Regions from separate parts of the Muntiacus reevesi genome. Here regions 1 and 3 are each linked to region 2. Evidence: chromatin contacts called from public Hi-C data. All regions are on one chromosome and are shown on one strand. Each heading gives the region's core, a stretch centred on a gene start, on an enhancer-like site or on the middle of the called end of the contact. The rest is flanking DNA. Distances are from core to core; before and after follow the strand shown. Region 1 holds the start of NFU1 (NFU1 iron-sulfur cluster scaffold). Region 2 holds the start of AAK1 (AP2 associated kinase 1). Region 3 holds the start of GMCL1 (germ cell-less 1, spermatogenesis associated).

What was found. A called contact is a pair of places that touch in the nucleus more often than the background predicts.
Region 1: a Hi-C map of muscle shows a contact between it and region 2, with 6 times the contacts expected there. The contact joins the promoter of NFU1 here to the promoter of AAK1 in region 2. A contact is called at or near these places in 2 of 3 Hi-C or Micro-C datasets (blood and muscle).
Region 3: a Hi-C map of blood shows a contact between it and region 2, with 2.2 times the contacts expected there. The contact joins the promoter of GMCL1 here to the promoter of AAK1 in region 2. A contact is called at or near these places in 2 of 3 Hi-C or Micro-C datasets (blood and muscle).

Annotation. Positions count from the first base shown.
Region 1 is chr3:37,264,186-37,267,665 of mMunRee1.1, reverse strand. It overlaps NFU1 (NFU1 iron-sulfur cluster scaffold), which reads right to left and starts at 2,013. Exons shown (of 8, transcript XM_065929024.1): 1 at 905-2,013. The coding sequence starts at 981.
Region 2 is chr3:37,086,465-37,090,225 of mMunRee1.1, reverse strand. AAK1 (AP2 associated kinase 1) reads right to left here and starts at 1,480. Exons shown (of 16, transcript XM_065929021.1): 1 at 1,302-1,480; 2 at 618-1,002. The coding sequence starts at 783.
Region 3 is chr3:36,910,465-36,914,338 of mMunRee1.1, reverse strand. It overlaps GMCL1 (germ cell-less 1, spermatogenesis associated), which reads left to right and starts at 1,804. Exons shown (of 14, transcript XM_065928999.1): 1 at 1,804-2,304. The coding sequence starts at 2,045.

The sequences.
Region 1 (3,480 bases), core at 764-3,263, 180 kb before region 2:
GGAGAAGACACTTGAGAGTCCCTTGGACTGCAAGGAGATCCCACCAGCCCATCCTAAAGGAAATCAGTCCTGAATATTCATTGGAAGAATTGATGCTGAAGCTGAAACTCCAATACTTTGGCCACCTGATGCAAAGAACTGACTCACTGGAAAAGATCTTGAAGCTGGGAAAGATTGAAGGCAGGAGGAGAAGGGGATGACAGAGGATGAGATGGCTGGATGGCATCACCAACTCAATGGACATGAGTTTGAGTAAGCTCTGGAAGTTGCTAATGGACAGGGAGGCCTGGCATGCTGCAGTCCATGGGGTCACAAAGAGCCAGACATGACTGAGTGACTGAACTGAACTGAACTGAGGTTGGTCATAGCTTTTCTTCCAAGGAGCAAGTGTCTTTTAGTTTCATGACTGCACTCACCACTATATGCAGTGATTTTGGAACCCAAGAAAATAAAATCTATCTTTGTTTCCATTGTTTCCCCATCTATTTGTCATGAAGTGATGGGGCTGGATGCCATGGTCCTTGTTTTTTTTTTAATGAATTTGAAACCATTACCTATCTGCTTCGTAAGGTTGGGCAACGCGGGGGCTGGGGGCGGGTAGAAATTCTTGCGATGCCTGCGCAGGTGTACACGGAATGGTACATTGCTTTTCCCACTTGATGCATGCTGCCTTTGCACTACCTGATCCTGCAGAGCAGAATGCTGTTCCCCGTCCCTAACCCTGCCGGTTGCCTCCGGTAGAATCCTTCTTGCCATCTGGCCCCAGCTCAAAAGTCACCCTGTAGCATCCCCTGAGAAGGTTCTCACCTTCCTCCAGCCCCCTAGCTGACTGCCCTCCTTCCGTGAGGCCCGTGTGGCTCTGGGTAAGGCCGGGCTTGTGGATTCGGCAGGCACAGAGACTCACCTTGGTGCGGAGCTGCCTTCTGCGGTATCAACATGAGCACTGGCTAGTTCCCGGAGCGCAGTGCAAAGTTCATTCATTATCTACTCTCCAGAGTCTCGTCGGGGTATACAGCTTCTTCTAGGACAGCAGTTCTCAGAGTGTGGACTAGAGGCAGAAACCTCATGGGAACGAGTGGGAAATGCGAATTATCAGGCTGCACATTAGAACTACTGAACCGCAGTCTCGGTAGGTGGCATCCAGTAATCGGTTTTAACAAACCCTCCAGGTGATTCTGATGCAAGCTCCCATTTGAGAGGCACTGCTCTAGAATATATAAAATACATATAGATAGAATAGAGAATAAAATATATAGAATATATAGGACACTGACTGAGCGACTAATACTTTGACTTTTCCCCTTGGTTTTGGAATGGACACAACACACTTGTTGTCAGACATGTTGAGACCGCATCCAAGGGGAGGCGTTTAGGGCAGTGGGCGGGGCTTCAGACTACAGCTGGTCTAGGGCTGAAGAGAGTGCAGTTTACATACTCAAGGCTGTGTATTGGCTTCGTTCTTTTCTGACCCGTTTTAGACTTCACTGTCATCCACAGCTTGACCCTTTACTGTCTTCTAGACCTTGAATCAAGTGTGCACTGTGGCTTCTCCGCCCAAGAACATACCCCAGTTAGGAACCATCTTTTCTCTCATCTTCAACTTCTCTGTCTCTTATCTACTTCTTCCTACAAGAAAAATCCTGCCTTGCCCCAAACCACCTTCAAACGACTTTTTCCTCTTGCAAAGTCGAGTGATGTAAGAGTTGCCTACAGTTTTAGTTTCTAGTTTCTCACCTCCCACTCCTCAAACTGGCCAAAGGAAACCCGGAAGAAATGCCCCATACAAGTGATTCAAACTACCAGGAGGGTGCGACTCGCTCTCTGAACCTGCCCATGTGTCCACCCACAGGTACTCTTTTTTTCCTCCTAATAAACACTTTTCTTACTACTTTCCATCTTCATGTGGAATTTCATTGCCACACCGTGACAGGCCAGGCACTTGTCCCTGGTCACTGTTCCTGGTCGTCTAGTGTCTGGAATTCACCGCTGTCACTGACACGGCCTGACCTCAACCTCTGGCTGGAAACTGAAATCCTGCTTCAAGCTGCTGGAGGCTGAGGCACTCTCAGATCAAAACCATCAAAAGCAGCCTTCTGTGTCCCACTGGTGCAGGGAGGGGACCTGCTCTAGTCAAGACCACCCCCATCATCCATGTTGCTGAGTTTGAAGGATTTTTCTTCATTTTTACCTTTCTTGACCTCCAGAATGTCAAATGCTGAGGGTCTCTCCTTCCTTTAATAATCTCATTCCTTAGTTTCCCTGGCACTACAACTGTCAGTTGTGTCGATTATTTTTATGATTACTCCTCCTTCTCCTTTGCAGGGTTTCATCTGCCTGCCTCTTAAGCACTTTGGGGGACCTCATTGCAGGTACTCTTTCCCTTTTTTGTATGTGATTAATGGACAAACTTCAATTCAGGTGTGTGTGTTAGTTGCTCAGTCGTGTACGACTCTTTGCAACCCCATGGACTGTAGCCCACCAGGCTCCTCTGTTCATGGGATTCTCCAGGCAAGAATCCCTGATGGCTCAGGCGGTAAAGAATCCGGCTGCAGTGCAGAAGACATGGGTTCAATCCCTGGGTTGGAAAGATCCCCTGGAGAAGGGAATGGCAACCCACTTCAGTATTCTTGCCTGGGAGATCCCATGGACAGAGAAGCCTGGTGAACTACAGTCCATGAGGTCGCAAAAAAGTCAGACACAGTTGAGTTCAAACACACTTATCTTAGTGAACTCATTCTATTCAAAATACTGGTTATATATATATGTTTTTTAACCATTCTCTTTATTAGTTACTCTAAAGATATCTATTTCCTCCTCATTCTTGGCACATTTTACTTTGCAGAGAAAAGGCGGTGGTAGAGCCTTGCCCAATTTCACATACTTATCTCTTTCTGTTGAAGGCATCCAGAATATACCACTTCAGGAATTCTGTTTTGAACTCCCCTCATCTACCTAAAAATAGAGCCTCACAAAAGAATTCAACTGTTATAAATCCTCTCCCTAATAGTCTAGCAACCAGGAAAGATGGATTCCTATCACTGAAGAGGGGAATCTGGCTTAGGAATAAGAAAACACCAAAGCAGACATTCTCACACAACTATCTTATCTCTATTCTCTGAAAAACCTATTTGTCTTTTCCTAAAAAATCATTTGTATTCCCATAGGTCTCCTTCTCCCCTTCTCCTTCCCCTTTCCCTTCCCTTTGATGGAAGAAATGTTCACATACTGAAGTATGGGGAAGTTATTCTGGCTTATACATAATTTGGCTTGAACTTTATGCTAACTAAAACAGTCTGTCTTATCACTTGTCAACCATACATTGTACACATACTTTCACCATTCAAAGAATGTTGCCCACCATCTTTTATATAAAGGACTAAGTCACAACCCACTGCTGTGACTCACAGTGAGGGCCCTGAAGGGAATTGAGGGGGGTGGGGACCAAAACAGGGTAAGGCATTCTGTGTTTTGAATAAGCTG
Region 2 (3,761 bases), core at 231-2,730:
TTAATTCCATGTAATTTCTGTTACCCAAACTGTATCCTGGGGACCTGATTACAGTTAGGTCAGGAAACAAACCTAGTCAAAGCCACCAAGAGCCGTGGCTCTTGGAAAAACACCTTCTGATTTTCCCTGAAAACCCTCTCTACCTTCCAAGCCCTGCTCAAGGGAGAGGGAAAGTTGGGTAGGAGGAGAAACCCCTCTTCAAGGTTCTCCAACCCCACCCTGCAGCCCTCACATCAGTATTTCAAGTTTTAGGAGGATCACAAGCCCCACACCCTACATCTGATGTGAAGCTTTGCACTTTCACACATACGTTTTTCTCGTCTGATCCTCACAATTCGATGAGGCAGGCAAGAACTGTCCTGTCAATTTTTTTTTTTTTTAATAAAAGGCCACCGAGGTAAACAATTTCTGGCAAACTCCCCCCACCCCATAAAGCCCCGTCACTCTGAAATCCCCGTTTCAAATTTCTCAAGGACAAGGATTTACAGGGCAAGGGGAGGGAGAAGGGAGGGTCAGCTGGGCAAAAGCCATTCATACATTCAACAACTGGAAACCAGAGTCTTGCTGCATCAGCACAAGATTTTAATTTACGGCGCACCGAAAAAGTCCCACCATACCTTCCGCCAGCACCTCGTCCACTGTGACCTGCTGTCGCCCAATGCCAAAGACCCTTCCGATGTAGCCGCTGCCCAGGCCCGAGGTGCTGCCCCCTCCTCCGCTGGAGCCGGAGCCCAGGCCAGAGCCGCCCTGCTCTCGCCTGGAGTCGAAAAACTTCTTCATCATGCGAAAAGGAAGCAGGAAAGCAAAATACCGACGGTTTCTGGATTTTTTTTTTTTTTAAACAAGAGATCCAAGGATTTCTTCTCGGATTTCAGCTCGGAGAGGAGCCACCCGAATCCGGCCGTGGGGGTGGGGGCTGAGGGAGGATGTCTATAGGAATATGCGTGTCAATCGCGCGGCGGTCCCCTCCTCCTCAAGAGAGCGATTCGTGTAAGTTTAAACCTGTGATGACAGAGGGAGAGAGAGAGGATGAATCAGTAACACACTTAAAAATTCAACTGCTGAGTCCTAGGGGGAGCAGAAGCCACCATCCTGGGGAAACGCTTCATGAATTTTCTTAGAGAGAAAAACCCTGGGGCTGAAAACGCGTCCCCGGCCCCAGAACCCGGGACTCCCTTGCCCTGGGCTCTGAAAAAGGAGGAATTCGGGCCACCACGGGCAGCGCTGACCCAGCGGGCAATGCCTCCCCTCCTCCCCGGTCTCCCTGCCGCCCCGCGAGGCAGCATCCCGGCGGCACCCACTTGAGATGGCTCGGCGGCCGGCGCGCAGCTACCAGCCCCGCAACATTGTCACGGCCGCCGGGCCGGCCTGCGACGCGGAGAGGAGGCGGCGCTGCAGCGAGAGCCGGGGCCGCATTCGGCGCCCGCCCGCCCGCCAGCTGATCCCCGGAGCGCCCGGCGGAGACTGACCCGCCGCCCCTCCCCCGCGCGCGCTCCCGCCCGGCTCCATCCACCCAACCAGGAAGTGAACCGCCGCCGGAAGTGCCTCCCCGAGCGGCAGGGCCAGGGGCTGAGGCCCCTAGCGGCCTCCACTCTGTCACCAAGAATGAGAACGCGTTGTCGGAGAGAAGGGGAGTGGGGAAACGGGGTCTCAGTGCTGAGAGAGTTTTGGAAAAGAACGTTGATATTGCCCGACTCGTAGAGCACCATGGGAAAGGTAGTTCGCTGCAGCTTAGCGACTGGACTACAACTCCCAGGATGCCCCTGGAGGAGCGAGCGAAGAGGCTGCGGTCGCCTTCTCCGCCACGGAGGTGGTTAGCGGGGTGGTGCATTTGTGGGATTCGGTTATTTAAACACATCCGGTAAAGAAACTGCCAGGGACTAGGGTTTCCACCCTGCTGCATGTTCCACCCTTCTGGAGCCATCTTATTTGCGACTTGACCTCCCTGCACAAGGGATTCTGGGGATTGTGGTTTCCAAACGGATCGAGGCTGACACCTGAAGGACGCGGCTTAGCGGCTTAGCCCCTAGTGGGTCCTGCGGGGCTTACCGACGTCACCTGCACAGAGGTGGAAGACGGAGGGCGATCGGGAAATTTTCGCTGGCCGTTGGTGCCTGGCCACACCTCAAAGCTAACCCTAATATAATAAAACCAGAGCCCTTCCTCCTCCCAACTTCAAAAGCAGCTTTTGCTTACAGATGTTGAGAACAGGCTCAGCGGTCAGCTCTGAGCTAGGCACTGTGAAAACCCTTAATAAGACGGTGCCTTTTCAGGAAATTTGCCGGCGAGACTCAAACTGAGAAACTTAGAGAGCGTATGTGCGGAGCAAATCGTAGGCTACCAGGCGACCCAAACCCTTGGCTCGACCCCAAACTTCGGGGCTTGTCTGACGGTGACCCTTAATTCTTCCACCTTTTCTGATGCCGTGGTTTTGCCTGACCTTCATTTAACCCCCGCCCACACGAGAACTCTAAACTGACTGTTTATGTCTTTCCTCTTCAATATTCCCGTTTTGATGTTTATTTTACCCAGTTATCGCCCGAGTGCGCAGAATGGAGGTGGACGGTGTGGTTTGCATCTGTCAAAGGCAGAAGATTTGGACCCCTCTTGGTACCCTTCTCCATCCCTAGATTTCCTGATAGATGATGATGACGGTAGTGCCAAATCCTTTCCCATCCCCCCTCCCCAGATTCATGATTTTTCAAATCCCTGAATTTAAGTTATTTCTCACCTCCACCTGCTCCCTATTTCTGAGACAGCCCTTTTGGCTTGTAAATTAGTTTTTCTGCAGGCATTTGAGGGAGGTAGAGAAAGGTGGTCCAGGGCGGGGGGGGGGGGGGGGGGGGCAGGTTAGGGGGATGGTGTTCTTGGTTTCTCTTAAGTGAAATTTAAATTTTAAACTGAACTGTGACTGAATTGACAGAGGTTTCTGTTGCTTCCTCTTCCTTCTTCTCCTCTTTTTTCTCCTGCCTCTTTTCTTTCTCCCCATTGTCCTCCTCCTCTTTCTTTTTTGTTCATCGTGGTTCAAGTAGTATCATAGTTAAACTACCAGTTAAACTTCTGTGTAGAGACAGCATCTTTTCTTCCGGAGGGAGTGGACGTTGTCACCTCAGTTCACTAATCCTCACAGCCACCTCCAGGGCAGAACGCAGCACCTGGTAAGACATTCCCTGGAAACAAACCCACGGGAGGCATGTTCTCTGCACTTTCCTTAAAAGGCTAAATTTTTTCCAAGAAAGTTTGGAATGGGTCTTGAAATAGATGGGAGAGCTAATTTGAAATTAGATTCATTGACCTCCATCTTTCTCTGCACCTATTGATCTTGGCTTTTTTAAAGAAGACCTGTTGGGTCCTAGAATCTGTTGCTATCTCAGGTTTTACTTTTCTAGACTTTCCTGTTAACCAGACTAGGTCAGAATTCTGCAGATCCCAAGTCTTACTTGTAAGATACAAAAATGTGTTTTTATCTTGTAGAATTAAGGTAGCTAACATGTATTCATTGAGCGCTCATCTGGATGCTTTGATGAGAATCTGAGGGAAGAAGTTTCACAAAGAAGAAGGAAAAAACAGAAGACTAGAGTTTTTTGTCTTCCATTCTCTTGGAGACTAATGGCAGTTATACTGACAAAACCACAATTTTTAATGCTTTACATGTATTGTTAGTGAATTCTCATAACCACAATATGAAATAAGGTACTGTAGTTATTTTCACTTTATAGATGGAGCACTGAAGCATAAAGATATGTGACTTGCCCAAAGTC
Region 3 (3,874 bases), core at 555-3,054, 180 kb after region 2:
GTATTCTGGCAGTGCAGCAGGGGATCTGCTCCTCCCCTCCCCATTTCCCTTCCAAGCTACCTCAGCCAGCCTCTCTCAGTTCATATTTCTGAGTGAGTACACTGGGACCCTAAGTTACATATACCACTGATGGGAGTATAAACTAGTGTAATCATTTCAGAGAGTAGTTTGGCAATAGATAATAAAGTTATATAAAGTTCCCAGCAAACACTTCTGGGGATCTGTTTAGTGAATCTCTGCACATGGTATTCACTGCTGCTCTTGTGTACATTAAAGAAGAAACAACCTAACTCCCTCAGTGAAGGAAAAGATAAAGAAATTTTGGGTTAGTCACAAAATGAGTAGTGAAAATTAACTAGAGATTTGTCAACTGATTAAGTCTCAAAAGTATAATTTTGAGAGAGAAGAAAGGTGCAGAATGATAGGTATGAATGATTCCATTTAATTACATGTCTAAACACGCAAAAGAAAATATATTGCTATGGGTACACATATAAAAACATTCATGGGAATAATGATCTAACCATTCTGAGGATAGTGTAGAGGGAAGGGAGTTTCTATTGTTCTACTTGAATGAATCAAAGCTAGTATAATATACTGAAGTTTTTACTAAAATTTAAGTTATATTTGTGGTGAGTCCATAGGTATTTATCATATTAGAGTAATTCATTTTAAGTATTCCATTTATATTTCATTATAAATACTGTCATTATAAGGGCTTCCCTTGTGGCTCAGCCGGTAAAGAATTTGCCAGGTCTCTAGACCTGGGTTTGATCCCTGGGTTGAGAAGATCCAATGGCGAAGGGAAAGGATACCCGCTCCAGTATTCTGGACTGGAGAATTCCATGGGGGTCTCAAAGAGTCACAACGGAGCGACTTTCACTTTCACTGTCATTATAAACATTTCATTTGAAAACTAGCAGAAGGTAATCAGAGAATGAAAGCTGACTACCCAGGGTCCATAGCAATGGCTGCATCCTCCACGTATACAACTTTAATTTTTGCTCAGCACCTGTAAGTTTTGCTTGGACCTCCAGAAGGCACTTTAAACCTTGACAGGCCCGGTATGAAGCCTATTCAGACATCCCACTGCCGCTGGGAGGGAAGGAAAAGAGTCCTGGGAATGACTCGCTGTAATCAGTTAAGAGCAGGCGAGAGGTGCCCCTTAACAAATCCAAGGGCTGGGAAGGGACATATGCATACCGATGGTTGAGTCATGTTGATATTTGGCAGAAAACAACAAAATTCTGTAAACCAATTATCCTTCGATTTAAAAAAACATTAAAAAATAAAACACACATACACAAAAACCCAAGGGCTTAGCAAAGCTCCACATTCGAGGTCCTCCTCTCTTGGAAAGCCTGAGCAGGGCGTGACCCTCGCACATGGTTGGTGCTCAGTCGCTCAGTCGTGTCGGACCCTGCAACGCCAAGCTCACACATGGTGAGCTCCTCCAAAAAAGACCCCCAAACAGCAATGTCTTTTTTGCCCCGTGCCGGTCAGAGCGCCCAGAAGACATCTGGAGTTTAGGGAATCTTTGCAGAAAGAACGAATAAGCTAGAATTGCCAGTCTTGCTAACACAAAGTGATGTCCAAACTAAAGCTAAACAGCAGTTCTGCCTCCAACTCAGGATTGTTGGAGAGATCAGCCAAGCTCAGCGTAAATACCCCGGGGACAGCACACGCGCTGCCCTGTTCCCGCCCTCAACCCATTCTGCGCAGGCTCCACCTGTGACGTATGCGCGCTTTCCCCCGCCCCTTCCGGAGGCTCGCCGTGCGCATGCGCCTTACGTTCCGCGCTTTGTTGCAAAAGCCAGGGGGTGAGGTCCTGCGGTTCGCGCGAGTGGCGGCCAGACGCAGCGGGCGGGGCGGAGGATGGAGGCTGTGGTGTCCACTGCAACGGTCGTGGCCGCGCGTGAGAAGGTGGCTGTGTAGGCAACTCGGGCTCTGTGGAGGCTGGCGGTGGTGGCCGGGCCATGGTGGGAGACCGTCTGTGTTGGGCTCCCTGAGGTGCGCTCCCTGCCGTCTCGGGGAGCCGTGACCCATGGGCTCGCTGAGCAGCCGGGTGCTTCGCCACCCAGGGCGAGCCCGAGCCCAGCAGGAGCCAGCTTCTGGGGCTGGGGGCTCCGCCCGGAGGCCGGAGACTGGTGGCGACGCGCCCGGCCATGGCTTCTGTTACTGTCCGGGCAGTCACAAGCGCAAGCGGAACAGCGGGGCTTTCTGCTACTGTAACCCGGATTCCGAGACCGACGAGGATGAGGAGGAAGGGGACGAGCAGCAGCGGCTCCTCAACACCCCTCGAAGGTACGGGGCGGGGAGGGGGACACGCCCGCACTGTCCGCGCTCGCACCTGTTGGGCGGCTTCCGCGGCCCGGCCTGGGGGTGAGCCCTGGGGGTTTCAGGGGCTGCGGCTCTCCCCAGCCTGTGAAGAGCCGGACGTGCCCTTGACTGGGTAGACCTAAGAGTCGGTCCGAGGCGGGCCGGATGGGGTGCACCTGGGGAGACGCCCCGTGGTCTGGCTTGTAAACCGCAGACGCCGCCAGGGTGGTGCTACCGCCCCAAGATGAGACTGAGAAACGCCAAGCCAAGGCTTGCGCCTCGTACCTTAGACAGGGCCAGCCGGCCGGCCTTCCGTACCTTGGTCCTCTCTTGAGTGGGTGGCAGTAGAATTAAGTTGTTTTGCATCCGGCTGCCTTGAATAGTACGAGACACGTACATTCAGGCCCTGAAATGGGCACCCCTGTTGTCCCACAGCGGAAGGGAAATGATTACATACAGGAGCTCTTTTTAACTGTAAAGGTGAAATTTATCAGTAGTGTGTACCTTTGTTCCTCAATAGCAACAGAGTCTTTTCAGCGTCTCACACACTCAGAGTCTTTGACCAAGTGTAAGGCAGCTTGCTTAACCTATTTTTTAGAAGAGTTGAAAAACGGAGTATTTACTTGGGAACTAAAATGTCCTTTGTAAGTTGAATATATTTTCACATAAACAGTCTCGTTGCTACCTTTTTTAAGGCTATCAGTGGATCACATAGATGTAATTTTTTAAAGGAAACTTTAAAAGAGTGTAAAATTTTATGCTACACGTTACATGTTTATTGTAAAATAAGAGTATCATAATAACCTCTAAGTAATTTGATTTCTAAATCCTTTCATACAGTTTTATGTTTATATTTACAAAAAGGGACCCGACTGTCAAACTGTTCAGTTCCCTTTTTGGAGAATTAGTGCAGTATAGTTTTACAAGCTCAAGTTCTGAGTTCTGGTCTATAATTTGCACTTAATAGCCTTATTTCCTCATGACTAAAATGGAGATGCTAATACAATGCACAGTGCCTGGTATGGAAGCAGTCAGTAAATATTATGTCTCCTTGATGAATCGGCTCCCCTTATCTTTACAAAATATAAAGATATTTACATCCGTATTACTATAGCCAGTACCACTTTGTTTTGATTCCCTTTTAACCTGTGTCTTAAAGTAGTATTTTGTAGACAGCATTTAGTTGAGTCTTGTTTTTGAAAAAATCCAATAGGATAATCTCTGCCTTTCAATTAGTATTTAGACCACTGTATTTAATGTCACTATAAAAATATATGGGACTTCCCTGATGGCTCAGATGGCCTGCGATGCAGGAGACCTGGGTTCTATCCCAGGGTCAGGAAGATCCCCTGGAGAAGGGAATGGCTACCCACTCCAGTATTCTTGCCTGAGAATTCCATGGACAAGAGAAGTCTGGCAGGCTACAGTCCACAGAGTTGCAAAGAATTGGACACAACTAAGCGTCTAACACACGCATAGAAATATATGTGTCGGGGTCCGTTTGAAAGAAATTACATAGTAATTTGAGGAGAGAAAATTTAACATAACCATTATT